2 separate regions of the Neogale vison genome follow, and region 2 is linked to region 1. The links are chromatin contacts, called in public Hi-C maps. All regions are on one chromosome and are shown on one strand. The core of a region is the stretch at or near the end of the contact, and the rest is flanking DNA. Distances in the headings are between cores, read along the strand shown. Region 1 holds the start of TCF4 (transcription factor 4). Region 2 overlaps TCF4 (transcription factor 4).

Region 1 (4,810 bases), core at 553-3,052:
TGGAGTGAAAACACGTCCAAAGGGGGAGGGGTGACAGGGTCGGCGAAAGGGGGGGGAGCAAAGTGGAGGGTCGGGTCCTGTAATTGTCCAGCACCCTAATTTGTGAAAGAAAGGGTTGTAAAAATTAAAGTCAGGCCCTTGGCAAAGTCATCGGTCCCTCCAAGTGGCATTGCTGGGGGGGGCGGGGGGGTAGAGATGAGGAGGAGGGAAGAGGCGCGGGAGGGGAAGGGGTGTCTCTTCTGGGAGCGCCGGGAGCCGGGAGCCCGCGGCTCGGGAAGCGCGGAGCCGCGTGCGGAGCCGCCGAGCCCCAGCCCCGCGCCGCCCGGCGCTTCAGCCCGCCGAGCCCCGCCGGCGCCGGTACCTACCGCCCGCGCGCGAGAAGGGGCTCTCCGTGCACCGCCGGCGCCGAGGCGGCGTTCATGTCTAACCACTGCCTCCACCACCACCACCTCCTCCTCCTGCGCCCGCGCCCGCTCCTGCTCCTTCCCCGCCGCCGCCGCCGCCGCCGCCGCCGCCACTACAGATCCGCAGACACACAGCCAAGATCCCTGACTCTTAACACCAACTCTCTTCTCCGGGGAGGGGAGGGGACGAGGGAAGGGGGGAGGGGGAAACACGCCGAGGCGCACGGAATTGCAAGTTCAGCAAAGAAATGGGTGGGGGGGCTCCGGCGGCGAGACGCGGCTCACTCGGGTCGGGCTGGCTGGGATGCACACACACACACACACACACACATACACACACACACACACACACACACCAAAAAAATCTCAACACCTCCCCCGCCTCGCAAAAAAATACAAACGAAAATTCGTCGAGCACCTCATTTTCCCTCAGATCGTCAGTTACAATCTGAAGCCTGAACAGTTCAGTTTTTGCTCGTTTCATCCATCGGAGGCACTTTGAAATTTATTCGAGTTTACATCCCCTCACTTCTTTCTTTCTCTGACTCTCGTTCCCTCTCACTCACACATCCACACACAGCAAAGCAAGTTTATACTAGGCTGCAAATACACGTGATGCAAAAAGACTTTGCCAAGAGGAACAATATTTTTCTTTTCCATATATAAACCAAACCACATTTTGCTGGGGAGATTTTCATTTCGGTAGTTTTGCACTGGGGGCGAAACCTAAATTGCATACTTTCTTTCCCCTCCCTTTTAAGTCACAGATTAGTATAGCTGCAAACTTCGCAAAAAAAAAAAAAAAAAAGGCAATTTTTGAGGGTGGATGTTGTTTTGTTTTTACACTTGAGTTCCTAGCCACGCTAAGTCCCCGTTCGCCAGCACTATAAGTTTTGAATTCAACATTTACCATTGCAGGCCTTGCATGCTCTTAAAACATACTTTTTCACATCACTTTTTAGGATTAAAATTAAGCTTCATAATTCTATCGTTTCATAATAACAACCGTGCTTTAACCAGTATATGCAACATACGCTATTTTAACGTGTGTTAAAATACACATTCCAGAAACCCTGTAATTGCTAGATGTGCAAGTACATACACAAAATGCATGCACACACTTTTTCCCATTGGCAATTATTTAATAGATTGTTCCTTTTGTTTTAATAAAACATTGGGATCGACATTTTAAAAATTAAATTCAATTACAAACAGTTTACTCTGACAGCAAATTGTAACGTTACCTTAAATGGCCACAAATATGCTCACAATATTCCAAGGAAAGTGACTTTAAAAAGAAAGACAAAAATCTTCTGCAAGTACTTAGTATCTCACATGTGTATCCCCCAAAAAAGTATTTTAACTGGTACTCAGTTCTGCTCCAGGGATATCCACAGAATACAAGATTATGCACCTGGCTCTGGTTTTTGCATTTTCCACCATAAAACTGCAACAAAATTCCCTCCCCCAAAAAAGAAATCATTAAAAAAAAAAATCCAACAACTTTTTCTTATTGTTTATAAAAAAAAATCAATACAGGATAGTTAGAATTTTTCCTCAAACAAATCTTGTTGGTGGGTTTTTTTTCTTCTCCTCTTATAAAGTCTTAAACTTGTTCCAAGTTTAGAGGTGTCTCATCATCATCATCCTCCTCCTCCTCATCATCATCACCATTGACTCCCCCGTGGAGTCACATTGATAATAATAGGTTTCCCTGAAAGATACATTGTAATCCATTCACATCCGGGCACTGCGGGCTTATAAAGAGAAGGCGCTGCGGCCGCGGCTGCTCCTCCAGACAATGACTGGGGAGGGGCGGGGCGGGAGCGAGCGGCCATAGAGTAGTAAACAGAGCGCCTAGAGAGGCACCTAAGATGGCGGCGCGTGCGGGCCACGCCTCCTCCGGGATCGGAGGCGGGTGGTTGGGCTCAGTCTGGTGTCGCGCGTGGGGCCGAACCGTAAAGGGTCTTGAGGTTGGGGCTGTTCGCAGGCCTCGTGATCCTGTGCGCTGCTTCTTCTTCGCTTTCCTTGGTTCTCCCTATTTTTTGTTTTTGTATTTTTGTTTTTTGGGTGGGTTTTTTTTTTTTTTACTTAGAAGTGTAGTTTCCAAAATAAATTAGGCATTACACGCCACGGATTTCCTCAGGGGAGTCAGATCCCCTGAGGCTGGCCCCACCAACAAAAAGAGAGCCCGGATTCTTTGGCCGTGTGGAGCCAGGCCTCTTAGCCACGCTTGTGCAGCGTGGGGGAAAGGCCGCTGAACCAAGTTGTAGTTCCTGGGCTTGAAGAGGGATGAGGGTCCTCTCCTCGCCACCCCACCCCATCTTTTTCTAGGACCCTAGAGGAGAACTTTCTAAGACTAGGAGGTCTTCACTCAGAGAGGACTTGAGTTTACGAAGTCGTAGACTCAAATCGAGTTTGTACCACGAACCACTACTGACCCATCTTAGAGTTCTGGCCAAGCGGATACCTCCTCCAGCCAGCTTTCTGGTCTGTGACTTGCAAATAAGAATGACTTTTACGAATTTCAGGAGTTAAGGGGTTAAAGATAAAGACGGAGCCACCACATAAGAAAACTTCCCTTTCCATCTAATGCCTCGCTGAACCAACGGATACCGCTGATCTAGTCCACGGATTTTAAAGGGAGCTTTCTCTGTTCCACCAGTGTATTAATCCTCCCACGGGAGAAAAGCGAGTAATCATAATGATGGGTTAACACTTACATGGTGGGTTTACTATGTGCGAAACACTGTTCTAAGAATTTTTCAAATGTTGGCTGCTCTAATCCTGAGAATGACTCTAGAGGGTATTTTTAAAATATTTTTATATTATATATTTTATATACAGAAAATCAGAATCAAGCAATGCTGAAGAGCTTGACTCAGGACACTCTGGTAAATGACACAAACCTGCCTAACATTACACAACTTTATTAAGTGATAGAACCCACCTTTGAAGCCAGGCAGTCTGGGATCAGAGTCAACATTCAACCACATTCCTATACCATCTGGCAGCAGGAACCACCTAATCTCCATTTTCTGATGCAATTTTGTGGCAGTAACAGAGTTCAGATTAATTTTTAAGACCTTTAATTCATACGTAAGTTTTTAGAAAACAAGAATTAGGGCATTTATAGTTTGTTTCCTCAATATTCACACATTGTGAAGATTTCTGTCTTCTATCACCATTCCATGTCCTCATCTTAAAATAAATTTTACATGTAAATACCACTTTATACTGTATTATCACTGCATTATCTGTGATTCTCAAAGTAAGCCTCTACTGGGTTATACTGAGATGATGTAATAAAAAATTCACAAACATTTGCTTAGGAGAAATATTCCACTGGTTCTACCTCTAATCAGCTCCGTGACCTAAGGCTTGAGGTCAATGTCTTACTGTAAAATATACAGGCTAGAAGATAATCCTTTAAGATTCTTTCTAGTTTCTAGTTAGATTGTAAGAGTCTCCCTCTCCTGAATTTCAAGGAGAATGAAGGATCTGTCCAGGAAAAAAAATAAAAAAAAAAAAAAAAGATACAATCAGGTCTGAAACCTAAATACACACAACTGATTGCTACCATTTTTTTTTTTAAGATTTATTTTATTTATTTGAGAGAGAGAGAGAGAGAGAGCGCCAGAGAAAAAGCAGAGGAACAACATTGGGAGATAGGTAATCTCCAGCAGACTCCCTGCTCAGCATGCAGCCTGACCAGGAGTTCAATCTCACAACCCTGAGATCATGACCTGAACTGAAATCAAGACTTGAATGCTTAACTGACTGAGCCACTCAGGTACCCCTAGCACACTTTTTTTTTTTTTTTTAAAACAACACCCAACAGTAAAAAAAACCATATAACCCCTTCCTATATTAAATTCAGGGACAAATGTGGATTGCTTTTGTTTTTGTTTTGTTTCTTTCCCCCTGAACTATCAGAAGACTAGATATATCTACAAAGTTATACTTAAGAAGATTGGAGACAGCTTAGAAAGGAAGACTCAATTTTGTGAAATTTGGATAAAAAGGTAAGTGCAGCAGATATGATTTGGATGTCTCTTCTAATTACAGACTCCCTTCCTTAAAAACCTGTCCATAAATCCTGATATAGAGGTAGAACTTGGTGTGGGTACTACATGATTCTTTCCTATCCCAGTCTCACCAAGCTGATTGGATCATAGAAACTAAAAGAGGAAGATTGACAGTAGTCTATGGTGAATGATAGATCTGACTTGTTGGAGTCAGCTGGCCAGGGCTGGTGCCGGGAAGCCAAGCCATGTGAGCCCTGGTTATGGGGAAACAAGAACCATGAGTAAGCAGAAACTGCTCTTTAGATAAGAAAGATTTTGAAGGTTCTGAGAAAAGCAGACAACTTGAGTCCTAGGAAGAAATGAGTAGAAATACTTTCC
Region 2 (4,481 bases), core at 385-2,884, 340 kb before region 1:
GTTCTGATTAAGAACCCAAGTAAATATCAGCTATTATATTGAGTTTCTTCCATATGCAATGATTTAATAGAAAAATGTCCTTAAAATATAATTCCCAGGGAGTACGCTAAATATGTACAGTCAAGGCTTCAATAGATACCCTAATGATATTCTGAAATTAGGCTTCTCTTATCCTCGAGGAGTAATCAGCATTTAAAAATGGTACATATGGAAAGCAGTTAGCTGCTCGCTGAAGAAATTTCTAGCTTTAACCACGGCTCAACTTTCAAGATCACAATGCATTTCAACTTTCAGGATCACAGTAGATTTTAATATGTGACCGGTGTGTATCCACTTATTTCTAAGGTAGAAGCACGTCTACTGGGTATTCTCCTCTATTCGTAGGCACTCAAAATTTGGTCTGTGGTCCAGAATCAACCTCACCGCCAGAGCTCTTCAGAGATGCAGAGTTCCAGACCTCCTGAATCAAAATCTGCATTTTAACAAGATCCTCAGGTCATGCCTACATTGGCTAAGTTTAAGAAGTGGTGATCGTCTCTTTCTCCACATACATAATTAATATTCAGATTTGTACAATGTTTAGCAGGTGAAAAAAAGCTTCTGCCTATCGCCATGGCAGTGTTATCCTCTTTATTCCAAACACACAGGGAGGGTAATAAGAGAATGTTATTTAAGGGTCTGCAAGTCCCCGGGCCAGGTCTGGCCCCTGCAACGTCACTCCCCGGGGTCATGAAAAGCTGCCTGGCATCCGTGGTTTGAGGCAGTCATTGCGGGGCGAGATGAAAAGAGTGAAAATCATTCCACCAAGTTCCAGTTTTGAGACGTCCCTACATTTCCTTCGATCTTAAACGACAAAAACAATTTCCTTCCTTCCTATTCATTTGGAAATATCATGTTCAGGCTACAACTAACCACATTAGAGGACCTGAATGAGGAAAATGTGGAAATAGCTAAAATAAAATTTCCTCTCATCAGGCTGTTGTCTCATTCCCTGCTGAGAGAGGACCAGGATCTCAGAGGATGTTTGAGCAAAACAGTTCCTGAAGAAACACAATTAGCCGGCTCCGTTCTAACTACTTTCCCATTTGCTTACCATTTTGGTACCAAATTTGACTCTTGGTTTTTTGCCAGCGCTTCCTGAGGGACGAATGCCAAGGACGCCTGGGATCAACACTGGAGTTGCTATTGTCTAAGCGAGGGCAGGGTGCCTTCGGAGGCGGACCTACCTCTGTAAGGGTCCTGGGGTGGGTTCAAATCAGGGGACGTGGCCGACTGGACAGGAAGCTGCGGAACTGGAACCTGGTTTGGCACAAGAGAATGGCTGCCTCTCAGGGCCACACCGTCTTCACGATGGGCCCCAACCTGAAAGGGTGAGAGGAACGGTAGAGTTTAGTGGGAACCAGAGGGAGGGCAGCCAGGACCTGCGGAAGGAAGACGGGCCTCGGAAGAACGAGACTCCCAAATGCCTTTCACTAGAGGGCGCTGAAGGACCACACTTGCACCTACAGTGCCCGGCAAAACACTTCACACTCCGTGAGATGCCGCGCGGTACATCCAGTGACAAATATGGCAGAGTAGCTCAGGCAGGTAAAACGTCAAATTGTCTCCCAGGGTGCTGCAGTGGAGCGCACTGATTCGTACCCATCTGTCTTCTATCATGTCCGCCAACAGATCTGACAATTATCTTAATGCCCATATGCTTAATTGTGGGCTTCTCAATTCCCCCATTGCTATCGGAAATCCTACAGGAATTTCAATTTGGCATTCGACTTTCATTTCAGGGGATAAGATTCTCAGGCCTGCCATTTTTTTTTTTCCATAATGCCAGCTAAGCCTCTGACAGCGGAAGCTACAGCAGTATGGGACACAGCCCCTGCTCGGTACAAATATAATAAAATGTCACCTGGCTTTCCAAAACGGGCAGCCCATTCCAAATTAATGTTTACTGCATTTCATCAGCTGCTGAGTTCCAAATCCAAAGGGGGACCGTTTCTGCCAATGCCACCACACCGGAAAATGTACCAATAAAGGTTTTATTAAACACACCAGTAATGCCATCATTGCCATGCAAAGATGTTTGGATATTTTTCCATTTTTTTTTTTCCTCCCACTATTCTGATCCTAGAAAGACACCATACTCTAAACACTCTTTAGGTTTCCATGAATAAAATTACGGAATACAGCATGATGACTTGGTCTGGAAGAATTACTGCTGAGCTTTTTATTAACTACTACTACCCACTCTGGGGTCCAGAGATGTTGCAGTAGTGACAGTGAGACAGCCACCTCGGACTTTATAGCTTAACGCCTTAAAGCAACACCATTAAGCATTTGCAAACCAAGAGGAACAGGACTAGCTGACATTTTCGTTTGCATTTCCAAGGAGTTATTCTCTGAGCTATTGTTGGGTGAACATGGATGCGGGACAGTGGGCCTGACACTAAAAATATTTATCCATGAATTTCTACTGCTACGAATCAAAAAGTTTATTTTTTTCCAATCCCAAAACAAAAACCCTACAAAGCAGAATCTTCCCTCTTTTTGCTGCCAAATGTTTTAGAAGAGTGTTTCCAAAGAACGCAACAACAATAAGAATCTGAACCGACAACAATAAAATTCACAGAACCAAAGGAAGCACATTCTATCTAAAGGCAACCTAGTATAAAGTATCACCATTATATAATCCAAAACAGCACAGAAGGAAATAACTCGGGGGGGAAGGGGAGGGATCACGTAAATCATACTAATTGCTCAGGTTCAAAATATACCAAGAATATACAGGATTTAAAGATTCGTGAGCATCGGGGAGTATAAATGAATGCTGTGGCTAAGAGTCTAGGGCTGTCTGCCACCTGTGTGCCTGCGTCCCTTCCCAGAACATTCTGAATGGTGGCTATTTCGCTTCTATGTGGGAGCTACAGATGTAAGGGGACCATGATTACCTCCTAAAGCAGCCCATTCCATTTTAATCACAAGTTGGCCTCCTTGTACACTCCACCCACGGATTCTAGTCTCAACTTCTGGAGTTCCATGGAACAAGTGCAAGCCCCCTTTGTCTAGGCAACGCCCCCACCAGGCCACTGTGGTCTCCCCTGGTAACTGACGCCGGATCACTTCCAGGCAGGTCGGGCCCACCGGATGCCCCCAACCATTTCTCACTCGCTCTTGGTCTGTTTTTATATTTGTTCCAAACAAAAGAGTGATTGCTATTTTCCATTCAGGTTTTGATTTGCCACTTTTGTATTTGTGCATTTAGAAGACTCATTCGATCGATGATCATCCTTTCAATCTAAGGTGTCAACTTGTAAGGATGAATTTGCAGGGCTTGAGCAAACGGTACCTCTTTGAGCTTGTCAATCAATGGAAACGCGAATAATTCCCATAGTGCTGATGCGTATTTACTGGTATTCCCAATGGGTTTAATCTCTTAAATTTCCATAGAAGATGACTGTGAATTAGAATCACTGAAGGTAACCACAGGTTTGAGTCTAGCAAAGATGGAAATCCCTTTTATGTTAAAAATCCTTCTCTTAAAACACCCAAGCTTTCCTTGTAAGCATCCATGATGTAATTTAAGGTTACTATTTTGCTTTTCACTTGAAATACATTCACAGATTGATCCTGTATTTCTTTCTTTCCTTCTAGATCACATTCAGATTAGTTTTTACAAGAGGAAAAGGAGCTCACAATGAATTATCTTTATGCTTTCTCTGCCTCAACTACTATGAAAGACTGAGTAGAAAGAATAAAATAATAAGAGCCAACAATATCTAGATTTTTAACTGTAATTGGCTTCTTTGTTAGCTGTGTAACCATGGACAAGGTATTCAAATCCCAAATGGGAAAATAACACCAAGTGATAGACAATGAGTCCCATGTTTATTGCAAAGGGAGGTAACATGGAAAGCAACTATTATATAATAGGTACACAGTAATTATAGATACGGTTACGTGAAACTATTTGAAAATACCTGCGTACGACATAAAAATAAGAGTCTATGGAGTTCAAACACCTTCAGAACACAAGCTACCTTCATTCATGATCATCTTTGTACTCTCTGTCCCTATTTTGCTCACATGCATTTGATTTTAAATCCCCTTGCACAATGAGAGTAAAATCTTAAATGATATTGTAAGTATATTTGACAATTATAAAATATGTTTGTTCCAACTATATTTGTTTGGATTTTAGCCATACATATTACACCTAACTTTATTTTCTATAGATCTTAGCTCATCTCAAATATACCTAATCATTTTCCATAAAGGAAATTAGGAATAAAGTTACTTTTTTTTTTTTTTTTTTTTTTGAGAAAGTGCATGCATGCCTGTTCTATCTCTTGACCTTGAGATCATGACCTGAGCCAAGAGTCAGGCACTTAACTGACTGAGCAGGTGCCCCCTGCAGGTGTACCCAGGTGCCCCTGCTCTTGATGTTTTAAGGCCTCCAGTATAAACTATGTACTTTCCAGGGCAAATGA

The links. Hi-C and Micro-C count contacts between places; a contact is called where the count stands out from the background.
Region 2: a Hi-C map of fibroblasts shows a contact between it and region 1, with 7 times the contacts expected there. The contact joins the enhancer-like site here to the promoter of TCF4 in region 1. A contact is called at or near these places in 2 of 3 Hi-C or Micro-C datasets (fibroblasts and muscle).

What each region holds. Positions count from the first base shown.
Region 1 is chr3:143,009,863-143,014,672 of ASM_NN_V1, reverse strand. TCF4 (transcription factor 4) reads right to left here and starts at 1,802. Exons shown (of 20, transcript XM_044242915.1): 1 at 1,649-1,802.
Region 2 is chr3:143,354,089-143,358,569 of ASM_NN_V1, reverse strand. It overlaps TCF4 (transcription factor 4), which reads right to left. Exons shown (of 20, transcript XM_044242915.1): 16 at 1,227-1,362. Among named protein-coding and RNA genes, the nearest start is that of CCDC68, 230 kb to the left of the region's middle. Within about 2 kb of position 1,634, the one cell type or tissue checked has open chromatin away from gene starts, as enhancers often do. A contact at or near this core is called in fibroblasts, where this site is marked.